2 separate regions of the Sus scrofa genome follow, and region 2 is linked to region 1. A link is a contact called in public Hi-C data. All regions are on one chromosome and are shown on one strand. Each heading gives the region's core, a stretch centred on a gene start, on an enhancer-like site or on the middle of the called end of the contact. The rest is flanking DNA. Distances are from core to core; before and after follow the strand shown. Region 1 overlaps PARVA (alpha-parvin). Region 2 overlaps MICAL2 (F-actin-methionine sulfoxide oxidase MICAL2).

Region 1 (6,679 bases), core at 1,666-4,165:
TCTGGCAGCCTCCGTGTGAAGGAAGGTCTGGGGCCGGCTGGGCCTCTGTGGCTGACATCTTCTAGCAACATCTCCAAAAGGAGGGGGAAAGGCAACCAGAGAGAATGAACTTCCCTAAAAGGATAAAGCAAAAGCCCTTGCACAGAAACCTTCGCTTCCAGCCCCAACCAATCGAATCACGGGCATTGCTGAGCCCCTAACTTGTGCCTGGCTGGGCCTGCCTCCAGGAGCCTCTGCCTGCCGCCTCCACAGACAGGGCCTGATGCTTAAGCAAAGGGAAAAACAAGTGCAGCCTAGACGATGGAGCGGGTTGGCCTGGAGCCCTGTCATCAGAGGGGCCAGGTCTGGGAGGGAGTGCTTGCTGTGAGCTGGGGTAGGCTGGGGTGCCTCAGGGAGAAGCCTGCAGGCTGGTCCCTGCAGATTGGGAAGGGACGATGGAGACACTCCAGGCAAGGCCCAAGGCCACCCCTCTCCACAGTCCCTGTGCCTGGGTCACCCAGCCCTCAGGTGCTGGAGCTGAGAGCCCAGCCTTGTACCAGGAGCACTGTAGCTTCTGTCTTCCCAGATCAATGAAAAACCCGCCTCATTTCACCCGTGTATTTGAGAGGCTACGAGATGCTACCCAGCAGCACATGTGGAACTTGGTACCCCTAGAAGTTATGGAAAACACCAGCAAGTCTCCTAGCCGCTCAACTCCCCCAAAGCACAGACACCATCTTATATAGCCTGGCACGTCATAGGCACCAATCTGTAGACGGTGAACGAAACAAGAGGTTTTAAAAGTCATGGGTCATAGGTCATAGGGAGGTGTACGAAATTGGAGTTAGGAAGATTAGTCCAAAATCCTTACCGCGTACTGAGTGGCTTAAAACAACACAAATACAGCATCTCACAATTCCGGTGGTCAGAAGTCCAAATGGGTTTCCACTGGGCTAAAATCAAGATGTGAGCCAGGCTGCATTCCCTTCAGAAGTTCTAGGGGAGAAACCATTTCCTTGCCTTTTCCAGCTCTGTGGCCACCTGCATTCCTCGGATGGCGACCCCTACCCCATCTTCAAAGCTAATAATACTGCATCTCTGTGACCTTCCGCTATGGTCCCCTCTCCCTCTGAATCTCCCTCTTGCCTCCCTCCTTGATGCTGAAGGATGCTTGTGATGACTCTAGATCCACTTGGATAATCCAAGATAGTCTCCCTATTTTCAGGTCAGCTAATTAACGATCTTAATTCCATTTGCAACCTTAATTCCCCTTTGCCCTGTAAAGTAACATAGTCACAGATTCCAAGGATTAGGACATAGACATTTTGGGGTACCATTATTCAGGCGACAAGTCAAACTATAGGAAACAACCAGTTTTTCTCCAAAACATGAAAAGCTTAATTACCACTTATCAAGCACCTACTGTATACCAGGTTCCTTGCATATATTATCTTACTTAATTGCAGTTAATGGCCAAAGAGGCAGGCACTGTGAATAAAAACAGACCACGTTTTTCACTGCCAAAATCCTCTAGTGGTTTCCCATATGTTTTAGGGAAAAACTCAGTCTTCTGATGGTCCTGTGGGACTCTGCAGCATCCAGTCTTGGCCTGGCTCCCAGCCCCAGCACCAGCCTCCCCTCGACCTCCATGCTTCAACCACATGGGCCTCCTTTCGATTTCATAAACTTCTGTGGCTGCACCTGCTAGCCCTTCTTTTTTGCAAAGTTCATCCCCAAGATTTTCACATAGTTGGCCCTGCCTTATTATGCAGATCTCTATTCTATTCACTGCCATATCCCCAGCTCCTCAAATAGGGCTTAGCACATCATACCTGTTTATAAACAAACACATCTGAGTTATATCAGGGAAGAAATGAGATGACATGGCCAAGTTCACAGAGCTAGTCAGCTAGGATGTGAATTCAGCGCACATCCTATACCCCAGACTCTTAAGGAACTAGCCCCTGAGCTCCCCACCAGAGACCCATGATCTAGCTGGGAAAACACTGGGTCCATCTCTTAAGCTGTCCCCTGCTCACTGGAGCGCAGTGAAACAGTGACATGGCCTGCTGACCAGGTCACCACATCCCAACCAATCAGCGAGCCTAACTGAGTACAGTCTGCACGCTTGGCTGGGAAGGCTGCGAGACAAGAAGAGGATATGGTCACTGCAAACCAAGAATTCCTAATCAAGTGGAGGAAATCAATCCAAAACATGAAACCAGCAGATGCACCAGGAGGCATGTGATCCAGGGTTCACCGCTCTAACAGGAAGGGCAGCAGGGCCAGATGTGTGAGAGTGCCATGGGGGCCGCAGTAGCTGGGCTGAGCCAGCAGGGCCGGGGCAGGTGGGCAGGGGTGGGAGACTGGGGAACACACAAGCAAAGGTACAGACCCCAGTACTGGCGGGACCTGTATGAAGATAATCAGCAGATGACCATCAGCATGTTAGGAAGCAGAGGAATATCAAGTCAAGTTAGAACCAGACTCTGGAGGCCTTAAAAGCTGGACTGAGGAACCTATGCCATATCTTTTAAAAGGACGGAGAGTCCTGCCAGATCCTGAGTCAGGGAGAAGCCTGTGTTTTAGGAAGACTTGTTTTAGAAGTGGAAGCAACGTGGAACGGATGTTACGAAAACCTGTTCTCTACCAGGCGGAGCTGATGCCAAAAAGACCTTGGATCACAAAATACCTCCAGATGGCAAAGCCAACTCTGGGGCCCAGTTCCCCTGAGCTAAGCATCACCCTCATGCTAAGGCCCTTCAAGTGGGTGACAACCCAATATCTTCTGGCCATGAGCACGCCAAATTGCTTTCCTCTGCGGTGGGGGTCATATGGGCAGCTGGAAACACATGGAAGGGTATAAGAAGCCATTAGGAGAAGAAAACAATAAAAAACTGTAACCTGTAACTGAAACCTGAGCAATCCCCTCTCCTCCCAACCCCTAGAGTGAATATTTCGAGTTTTCAGATTTCAGAAGACAAACTGAAACGCTGGCTGGGAAGAATTTGTGATTCACCGGGCATGTTTTAAATGAAAGTTTTAAAAATATCCTTTCATGGTTTATCTCCTCTATGCTTCAACGCCAAAGAATAAATCTCTACTTTGATGGCCTCTCCCCAGGACCCGTTTCATCTACAATGCCTGCAATAAAAAACTACACTTATACACTCCTTTTTCCTGAAGACATCCAAGGCAGAATTGAGGCTTCAGAAAGAAACCTTTTTAAAAAAGAAAAAAACATATGGTTCTAACTTCCAAAGGAATTGATTTTTCCATATTCTAATGATCAGATATACATCTTTTAAACATTGGACTTTTCATTCCACTTTGCTGTCATTTCTGGGGAACTTAAACAGATGTCATCATGTTTTTCTATGGGTGACAGCAACAGCAGCCCTGCGATGCCATGATTGTAACGTGTAACAGGGGAGGCCACTGAGTCATGGATTCCAAAGACTGAAATCCCCATGAAGCTAACCACACTCAAGAACTCTTTTAAAATTCCCTGCAGGGCCTCTGAAGAACCAAACACATCAGCAATGAACCAGCAAAACAGCAACCATCAGGAGAGCATTATAACAACACCGTCGATATTGGAAGACTTTGAACTGGATGAGAAGTTAAGTTTTGATTTCAGACTGGACTAGATCTTCGTACCAACAGGTGAGTCATAAGAACCTAAATGTTGGGAGTCTCCATTGTGGCTCAGTGGGTTAAGGACACGACATTGTCCCTTTGAGGATTCAGGTTTGATCTCTGGCCTCACTCAGTGGGTTAAGGATCTGGTGGTGCTGCAAGCTGCAGTGTAGGTTGCAGATGTGGCTTGGATCCAGTGTTGATGAGGCTGTGGTTGCAAGCCCCAGCTGCAGCTCTGCTTCCACTGCTCGCCCAGGAACTTCCATGTGCCATGGGTGCAGCCATAAAAAAAAGAAGATGAACCTAAATGTCCTTATAGCGGGAAGAGACCAGAAAGTCATGCAATCCACCCAAGACGTCACAGAGCATGTTTTAAGTCAGTGCTTGGGCGGAGGTGGAGGGGGGGGTGTTCCTGATTAAATTCCAGTGGAAGTCGGACTATTCAATGAATGTGTTATAGAATCAAAATCACAAGAACAATAGCATATTATTTTTTGGCTAGCGAATTAAAAAGATGAAAGACAGGGAGTTCCTGTCGTGACGCAGTGGTTAACGAATCCGACTAGGAACCATGAGGTTGCGGGTTCCATCCCTGCCCTTGCTCAGTGGGTTAAGGATCCGGCGTTGCTGTGAGCTGTGGTGTAGGTCGCAGACACGGCTCGGATCCTGCGTTGCTGTGGCTCTGGCGTAGGCCGGTGGCCACAGCTCCGATTAGACCCCTAGCCTGGGAACCTCCATATGCCACGGGAGCAGCCCTAGAAATGGCAAAAAGACAAAAAAAAAAAAAAAAAAAAAAGATGAAAGACAAAATACTGCACAGTTTTGAGGAGAGTGAATGGAAACAAGCATCTCTACATACTTCTGGTATGTCTTAGTCCATTCAGGCTGCTGTAACAAAATTCCACAGACTGGGTGGCTTATAAATAAGAGAAGTGTATTTCTCATAGCCTGGAGGCTGAAGTCCATAGTCAAGGCACCAGCAGGATCAAGTTTTCTGGGAAGGACCCTCTTCCTGGTTCACTGCCAGCCCCTTCTCAATGTGTCCTTTTATGGTGGAAGGGGCTAGAGATCTTTCTGGAGCCTCTTTTATAAGGCATTAATCCCATTCATGAGGGCTCCACCCTCATGACTTTAGCACCTCCCAAAGTAATGTGTATCAACGGCCTTAAAATCTTTATAGCTTTTGACCCAAGAATTCTTCACTAACAATATATTCTAGGGATCATATGGAATATATAAAGAGAAATGCACCCAAAGATATTTATCGAGTTACATCTACAGTGGAAACAGGATACCACCTAAATGACAACGGGAAATTTATACACAAACGATGGTAAAGGCATTTGGTAAAAAAAAAAAAAAAATTACAGTCATTAAATATCAAGTTCTCATAAAATGCTTGAGGCTGTGCAAAAATTTTGATGACATGCAAAGAGAAAAGATCAAAATACAAAATTGGGGTGGGAGTTCCGACCATGGCTCAGTGGTAACAAACCCGACTAGTATTTGTGAGGATGCAGGTTCGATTCCTGGCCTCGACCAGTGGGTTAAGCATTAGGCGTTGCCATGAGCTGTGGTGTAGGTTGCAGACTCGGCTCAGATGCAGTGCTGCTGTGGCTGTGGCACAGGTCGAGCAACTACAGCTCAGATTCAGTCCCAGGTTGGGAACCTCCATATGCCATGGGTGCAGGTTTAAAAAGACTTTAAAAGGGGGGCGGGGGCGGTATATCATATGTAATGGTCAGTTTTACCAGTTAACTTGGCTAGGCCGTAGTACCCAGTTACTTAACACTAGATGTTGCTGTGAAGGTATTTTATAGATGGGGGGTAGGGGGGTTAACATCTACAATCAGGTGACTTTAAGTGAAGAAGATGACCCTCCGTGCTGTCGGTGGCCTCTTTTGAAGGCCTTACCAAAAAAACTAAGCTTTCACAAAGAAGAAGGAATTCTGCCTCAAGACTGCAGCATTAACTCCTGCCTGAGTTTCCAGCTTGCTGGCCTGCCCTATGTATTTCAGACTTGCCAGTCCCACAATCATGTAAACCAACCCATTTTAAAAAAATTTCTTCATGGAATTCCTGTCGTGGCTCAGCAGAAACGAATCTGACTAGGATCCATGAGGACACAGGTTTGACCCCTGGCCCTGCTCACTAGGTTAAGGATCCAGTGTAGCCATGAGCTGTGGTGTAGGTCACAGATGCGGCTGGGATCTGGCATTGCTGTGGCTGTGGTGTAGGCTGGCAGCTACAGCTCCAATTTGACCCATAGCCTGGGAACCTCCGTATGCTGTAGGTGTGGTGGCACTAAAAAAAAAAAAGCAAAAAAGAAAGAAAGAAATCTCTTCAAATATGTATGTGTGTATCTATTTGTGTATGTACACACACACAAACACACCATCTCCCATCGGTTCTATTTCTCCAGAGAACCCTGACTGGTGCACAGCATGATTCCAATTTTGGAAAAACAAAGCTAAAATGTATGTGTACAAACTATATTGACAAAGCTTGAGTCTCACAACTGAATACAGAGTAGGACTCTCATTTTATTCTTAAAATAGCAGCTGTATGAACAATGCGTGAGAGGAAAACATCCAAATATTAACAGTGAAAAGACTATGGTTCATTTTCATAGTCTTCCATAGTGAAAGACTATGGTTTATTTTCATAGTGTTCCATAGTTATTTATTTATTTATTTCAAAATAACTGGTTATTTATTTCAAATAACTCTGGTTACTTATTTCAAAACAACTCTGGTTATTTGGTCTTGATACCTAATATTTTTTCTAAATGTTTTCTCACAAGCAGGTGTCACTTTGGTTATCAGGGGAATCACGGTTACAGTGTGATTTGAATTAACACAATTTCAGTGGCCATTAAAAGGCACACTGTGTAGAAAAGAAACTCATGGACTTGGAGAACAGACTTGTGGTTGCCAAGGAGGAGGGGGAGGGAGTGGGGTGCGCTGGAAACTTGGGGTTAAGAGATGCAAACTATTGCCTTCAGAATGGATAAGCAATGAGATCCTGCTGTGTAGCACCGGGAACTATATCCAGTCACTTG
Region 2 (6,679 bases), core at 1,410-3,909, 130 kb after region 1:
GACTCCCCACTTCTGTCTGTTCAGCTGACCCCTTTCTGGTTCCCTCTGAGGGGCCCAGCCTGCAGACTTCAGCTGGCTTCTTTTGTTTGTTTGTTTGTCTTTTGCCTTTTCAGGGCTGAACCCATGGCACATGGAGGCTCCCAGGCTAGGGGTCTTGCTGGAGCTGTTGCCGCCGGCCTATGCCACAGCCACAGCAACACCAGATCTGAGCCGGGTCTGCTACCTATACCACAGCTCACGGCAGCGCTGGATCCTTAACCCACTGAGTGAGGCCAGGGATCAAACCCGCAACATCATGGTTCCTAGTTGGATTCGTTTCCTCTGTGCCACAACAGGAATGCCCCAGCTGGCTTCTTAACATTAGCCCCTGGCCTGTTTCTCCAAAGCTTTGGCTGACATGCTCTTCTTCTGGGATGCAGTGAAGCCAAACTCAAACCTCACCCCCAGAAGAGTTCCTTCCAACCCGTTGGCAGGGGAGCTACTGGGGTGGGGGGTGGGGGGAGGGTTGCCTGCAGGCCCGCTTTCCTCATACAAATGCATGTCAGAGCGTGCACCCATCCTGGGCTCTGAAAAACTGGCCACACACACAGTCAGAAAGCTGCCCAAGAGAGATGCTTCAGGATGCTTGTGGGGGGTGGGAGGGGGAGACAGGTAACTCAGGGAAACAGATCTGAGGGAGGCAGGAAGGGGCTGCTGGGGACAAAGGCCCCTGACTGCCAAGAGCTGAAACGGGGCAGACGACTGGCCTGGCTGGCCTGCCTATCACCCGAACTCCCTGTCTCAGCCCACAATCAGATGCTTCGAGCCTAAAAAGGCAAGAGTTGTGAGTCAGTCATTGCCTTGCTTCCTGTCCTCGGTTTGCTGAATTCCTGCCAAATTCCTTCTCCTCCTCTTCCTCGCCCCCTCGTTCTCCCCTCTGCCACCTCCCGAATCAAACTTCTGACCTTGTGCCAAAGGCCCCTCAGCTCCACAGACTGCCCCCCGCCACCCCCGTTCCCCCAGGAGCAATCCAGGAACCTTCCCACACGGAGCCCAGACACCTTGGGAACCAAGCCGACAGGAAAGCCTTGGGGTTCTCAAGGTCATGACCTAGGAGCTGCCCCCTCTCTTCTTTGCCTAAGCTCCACCCCTACCCAGTGAGTGGGTCTCTCTCCACACGTGATCCTCACACACTGTCTTCAGGATAGAACTTGGGGCAGGGTTGAGGTGCTGCAGGAAACAAAATGCCTGCCATTCGAGCCACTGCCTGGGATGTGGGGAGGGTCTGGGACGGGAAGATGAGGCCAGAGCCCAGCTGAGAGGTGGTGGGAAGATCCCACCCACCGAGGCCTTTGGGGTCCCTCGGAGGATGGTATAGGGGAGCCTCGAACCCCACCCCCTCCACACCCACCCAGTGGCCTGACACTGAGCAAGTCACAGGCCCCTTGCTTCCACATCTGAAAAAATAGGGAGCCTGGTGCTATTTTGTGGGGTGGCTGAGGAAATAAAGTGGGATAAAAAGAGGAGCCCAGTGCCAAGCACAAGGTCAATGTCACATGCTAGCTCAATATTAACTCCACCTGGTTCCCTTTCTCCCATGCACACACATGGGTCCAATAAAGGCATTGCTGAACCACTGACCTGTTCCAGGGGGGCTGCACACACCCCCACCAGGACTTGTCTAATTCAGGGTCCTGAGGCTTCTTTCTCACTCACCAACTCAAGTGCTTTTGGCCAGCTCTTCCTTGTTTCCCTTGAAACCTCAGCATGGTCCAGCCAGGGTGGCCCTATCCTCTGCAGGGGACTCAGTCGTGGGTGCCACTGGCCCTTCCAGGCCCCTCGTGCAAAGGGGGTTGATGAGGAGACCAGAGCCCCACCACCCCTGTCCGCTGCCTCTTCTCTGGGCCCTCTGGCAATGGAGACCTTTCCCCTTGCCCCTGGAGGTCATTCTGGTGAGCATGGTCAGCTGGTGAGAGTGCTAAGGGCAGGCATGCAACCCCCTCCGTCCTCCTACCTGGGGCTGGGGCCAGAGCTGGGCTGAACCAGGCAGCAAAGGGATAGTACCCCAAGTTCTGCTCCTTCCGCCTTGCCTACTGGGCTTCCTTTTGGGCAAAATGAAGATGACCTAAAAGATGGCTCTGGAGATTTTCACAAAGACTCGGATTCCAGGGTGCAGCTTCCCAGAATGTGGCGTTTAGGGGACGCGCATTTCCTCCCGAAGTCTTGGAGCGCCCTCTAGGGGCGACAGCCTGCACCCAGGTTCTCTTGGCGGCCCCCCTCCGTTTGACTCAGTTCAGCTAGCGTGGTCCCTGGTGCTTTAATGAGTTCCTTCATTCCTTCGTTCGTTCATTCATTCATTCATTCATTCATTCTACAAGCAAGGACTGGGTGCCTCCTCCATGCTAGGCACTAAGCCAATAGAAATGATTCAAACTCAAGGCCTGCGTTCAAACCAACTTTTACATACACTTGAGAACCAACACCTGACCCTCCCGGGATAACTAAAGACAGAGCTGAGAAACCCTGCTGCTGGTTAGCAGTCCCCTCCCTCCTGTTCCTCCTCCAGCAACCCCCCCCACCAGGCTCCCTGCTCTCCCCCCAGACGAGGCACTTCTCGAGGGTGAGGCTGGGCCTCTCTCACGAGTGGTGCTCAAGTTGGCTGGAAGCGTTAGGTGGAATCTCTGCTTCCAAACAGACCCACCCATAGAAGCAGAATTCCTGTGACTGGGGAGGGGTTGAGGTGGGAGAGTAAACGAGAGAGCATGTGGAAAAGGCCTGGCCCAGGCCTCCAGCAAACATGAATTCTTTCCTTCCTCTCGCCCTCATCGCTGGGGACTACAAGATGGTTCAAGAGTCACTTTAGGCTGTCCCCAGGTGGAGGGCCTGCCCAGGGGTGCAGTTCTGGTCCAGTTCTAGAAGTGCCCTTCTTCCTGCCTGGCCCGAGTGAGAGGAGGCTGCAGGTCTGGAGGTTTCAGGGCGGCGGGCGGGGAGGGGGTGGATGACTCACTGGCCAGGAATCAGCCTTGACTCAGAAGGAAGGAATCACGTTAAGTGGCAGGTTATTCCTATCCCAACGTTTCTTTTAAACAAATTTGTGTCTACGCCAGGGCTTTCCTGGGTCCACCTCTCCTACAGCAAGTCCGAGAGGGACTGTGGGGGCAGGAGGAAGTGGAAGGCAGGGATGGATTTGGAATCAGATGAAGAGGCCCTGCCACTCTTTCAGGACAGGAGAGGGAACACCTGCTGTGTAAATGGGGCAGAATCTTTAGGATGCTGCACGACTGTGCCCCCTAGTGGGAGCCTGCTGCTTTAGTCCCCTCCCAGCCCTGGTCTTCACCCATGGGCCCTTCCTGGGGGATGTAGGATTTGGGACCACAGCCTGCTCAGAAAAGGGAACAGGACAGTGTGTATTTGCATGTATGTGTGTGTGTATGTGTGTGTGTATTCCTTCATTGCTTTCCCCGCTACTGCACTACTGCCTGAGATTAAGCTGATGCCCCCAGGCCAACTCCAGTGTATTGAATCAAACCATATAGACCCTTAGGAGTTCCTTCGTGGCTCCGTGGTTAATGAATCCGACTAGGAACTATGAGGTTGGGGTTCGATCCCTGGCCTTGCTCAGTGGGTTAAGGATCCAGCATTGCCGTGAGCTGTGGTGTAGGTCACAGACGCAGCTCGGATCCAGTGTTGCTTGGCTGTGGCGTAGGACGGCAGCTATGGCTCTGATTCAACCCCTAGCCTGGGAACCTCCATATGTTTCGGGTGCGGCCCTAAAAGGACAAAAGACAAAAACAAAAACAAAACAAAAGCAAAAAACCCATACAGACCCTCATTTTCCTCAACTGTGGTTCAAGAAGCTTGGGGCCAGTGATTGCTAGGGTCCTTTTCAAGTGCAATTGCAGAGTTTGAAGGGAGCTGAAGGGTAACAGAAGGGTAACAGAAGGGAGCAAATCCCTTGGAAAAATGAGTCCTCTAGTGAGCAGTGGAAATAGAATCAAACCTATATTTCTTTCCTTGCTCCTCACATCCAGGAGGCCAGTTCAGAAAGGGCATGTGAAGAGTGAGAACAGCTGCCCCTGAGAAGTCATCACATAATTCCTGCCTCCCCACCACGCCCCCCCCAACCCCCAGAGAGCGCATGACTCACTGGACTGGAATTTTCTTCTCCCACTCTGGTATTTGCTGGGAGTTGGAGACTGGAAGCTATTGGCCCGCTGCAGAGCTGTGGTGGGAAGAAGAAAAGGGGGAGGGGAGATGGGGAGGGAGGAAACATCAGTTACAGAGGTAGAATACTTTTCATGGCCCATTTACAGAAAGCTAATAGACTAAAGGTCCCTAAAGCTCATAAATGACCAAGCTCCTTTCTTTGCTCCGACCACACCTGTCCTTGTAACACACATCTCCAACCTTTCATGCATTCATTCATCAGCTATTTACGGAGGCCCTGCTATGGGACAGGTCCTGCCCTCTTTCAGAAAATAGCTCAAACTATAAGCCATCCTTCTAATTTACCTGTCATAAAGAAGCATGTGTTCAGACACACTCATGAGCACACATGTACACGTATGCGCCCATATACACACATGCAGATGGAACATGTTTGCTTTTAGCAGAGCAATTCTTCAAAGCTGCCATCTCATGGCAACGACCCATCTATGAACCAGAGCTGCTCCCACTGAAGCCTGGAAGCTGCAGAATGTGCCACTCTCTTTCTTTCTTTCTTTCTTTCTTTTTTTTTTTTTTTTTCTGTCTTTTGTCTTTTCAGGGCCGCACTGGTGGCATATGGAGATTCCCAGGCTAGGGGTCGAATTGGAGCTGTACCCGCCAGCCTATACCACAGCCACAGCAACATGAGATCCGAGCTGTGTCTGCGACCTACACCACAGCTTATGGCAATGCTGGATCCTTAACCCACTGATTGAGGCCAGGGATTGAACCCACAACCACATGGCTCCTAGTCATGATTCGTTAACCACTGAGCCACAACGGGACCTCCTGCCACTCTCTTTCCACCTTTTCCCCGAGCTCCGCAAAGCCTTTGGGAACCACCTTTAACTGACAATCCATCAACAATCCCTGGACAATCCATTGCCATGACCCCTCCTCTTGGCCTCTTCCCAATGGAAACACGTTTGTAAGATGCCATGGGCTGTATTCCGAAGACCGCCCCCCACCCAGCTGGGCCTTGAGAATCAGCTGAGCAAAATGAACATTACAGGCAGAAGGAAAGGGACTTGGCCACTTGGGGCCTGAGAGTGGGCAGTGGGATGCAAATGTACCTTCCCACGCTGCATGCTCAGATTTGGCCTCAGGCTCTGGGTCTCTGCCTTGGTTCCGTCACAGCTGGACAGAGAGCTGTGGGCGGGGCCCAGCTGAGTGGCTCCCACACACGAGTGGGATGAAAGCCCAGGGGACCAGTGTGGGCGTGGGAGCGTGGGGGTGGGGAAGGTTTAAACACGAGCCTCTCTTGGGAGTTCCCATTGTTGTACAGTGGTTAACGAATCCGACTAGGAACCATGAGGTTGTGGGTTCGATCCCTGGCCTTGCTCAGCAGGTTAAGGATCCAGCGTTGGCGTGAGCTGTGGTGTAGGATGCAGACGAGGCTCGGATTCTGCGTTGCTGTGGCTCTGGTGTAGGCCAGCAGCAACAGCTCCGATTAGACCCCTAGCCTGGGAACCTCCACATGCCGTGGGTGTGGCCCTCAAAAAGCCAAAAAAAGCCAAAAAAAAAAAAAAGCAAATAAACACGGGCCTCTCTGAATCCAGGCCCAGCTGGCCAGCCCTCCCTCTCCCTATGGAAAGTCCTGGCTTCCACTCCCTGCCAGTGCTCAGAGCTGGGTGTCAGTTCTTACCAGCCAGGCTATGGAGCGCAGCTGTCAACCACCACCTGAGGGCTTCCTTTCCTTAAGAGGAGATCTTTCGGCTCTGGTGCCTTAGCTCTTTGCCCCCACCCCACCTTTTTTGGTCTTTTTAGGGCCACACTCACAGGAGATGGAGGTTCCCAGGCCAGGGGTCGAATTGGAGCTGTAGCTGCTGGCCTACTCCACAGCCACAGCAACGCCAGATCTGAGCCACGTCTGCGACCTACACCACAGCTCATGGCAACACCGGATCCTTAACCCACTGAGCGAAGCCAGGGATTGAACCTGCATCCTCATGGATATACTAGTCAGATTGTTTCTGTTGAGCCACGATGGGAATTCCCCACCCCCTAGGGCTGCTTTCATAACCAAGCCCAAGGCTTTGAGGGGGAGCCTTGGGGACGGGTCAGGGTGCCCTTTCCCCGTGTCCTTGTTATGGGATGAACAGCCTGCCTACACTGCAGGGCCGCTTCCCTCTGCCAAGTGCAGGTCAGGGATTTCCCAGGCCAGATGTTTAAGGAGCAAGAGGGCCCCAAGGCCAGCTGCTTCCTGTGGACCAGAATTAACCTATTAATCACCTAATGAAGAAAGCCCTCAAGAAACACGGGGGAGGGTTGAAAGCTCTTGTGGCTTCTCCTTGGCTCTTCACTTTTGGAATGGGACTTAGAAATGGTTAACAGTCACGAGAGCCTTTCTATCACTGGTGTTCATGGGACATCTGTGCACACATTTTACCACAATAGGGACAATGAGGGGGAAGTAATGACCTGATCCAGTAATTCTGAGCAGAGTAAAGCAGGGCTCTTCTTTTCAGTTTATATGCATATACACTTTTTTTTT

What was found. Hi-C and Micro-C count contacts between places; a contact is called where the count stands out from the background.
Region 2: a Hi-C map of fibroblasts shows a contact between it and region 1, with 2.0 times the contacts expected there. The contact joins two enhancer-like sites. A contact is called at or near these places in 2 of 47 Hi-C or Micro-C datasets (embryonic fibroblasts and fibroblasts).

What each region holds. Positions count from the first base shown.
Region 1 is chr2:46,984,241-46,990,919 of Sscrofa11.1, forward strand. The region is part of intron 2 of PARVA (alpha-parvin); the gene reads right to left. Among named protein-coding and RNA genes, the nearest start is that of PARVA, 41 kb to the right of the region's middle. Within about 2 kb of position 2,916, at least 16 of the 83 cell types and tissues checked have an H3K27ac peak or open chromatin away from gene starts, as enhancers often do. A contact at or near this core is called in embryonic fibroblasts, where this site is marked.
Region 2 is chr2:47,109,887-47,116,565 of Sscrofa11.1, forward strand. It overlaps MICAL2 (F-actin-methionine sulfoxide oxidase MICAL2), which reads right to left. Exons shown (of 38, transcript XM_021083313.1): 29 at 4,127-4,201. Among named protein-coding and RNA genes, the nearest start is that of PARVA, 85 kb to the left of the region's middle. Within about 2 kb of position 2,660, at least 29 of the 83 cell types and tissues checked have an H3K27ac peak or open chromatin away from gene starts, as enhancers often do. A contact at or near this core is called in embryonic fibroblasts, where this site is marked.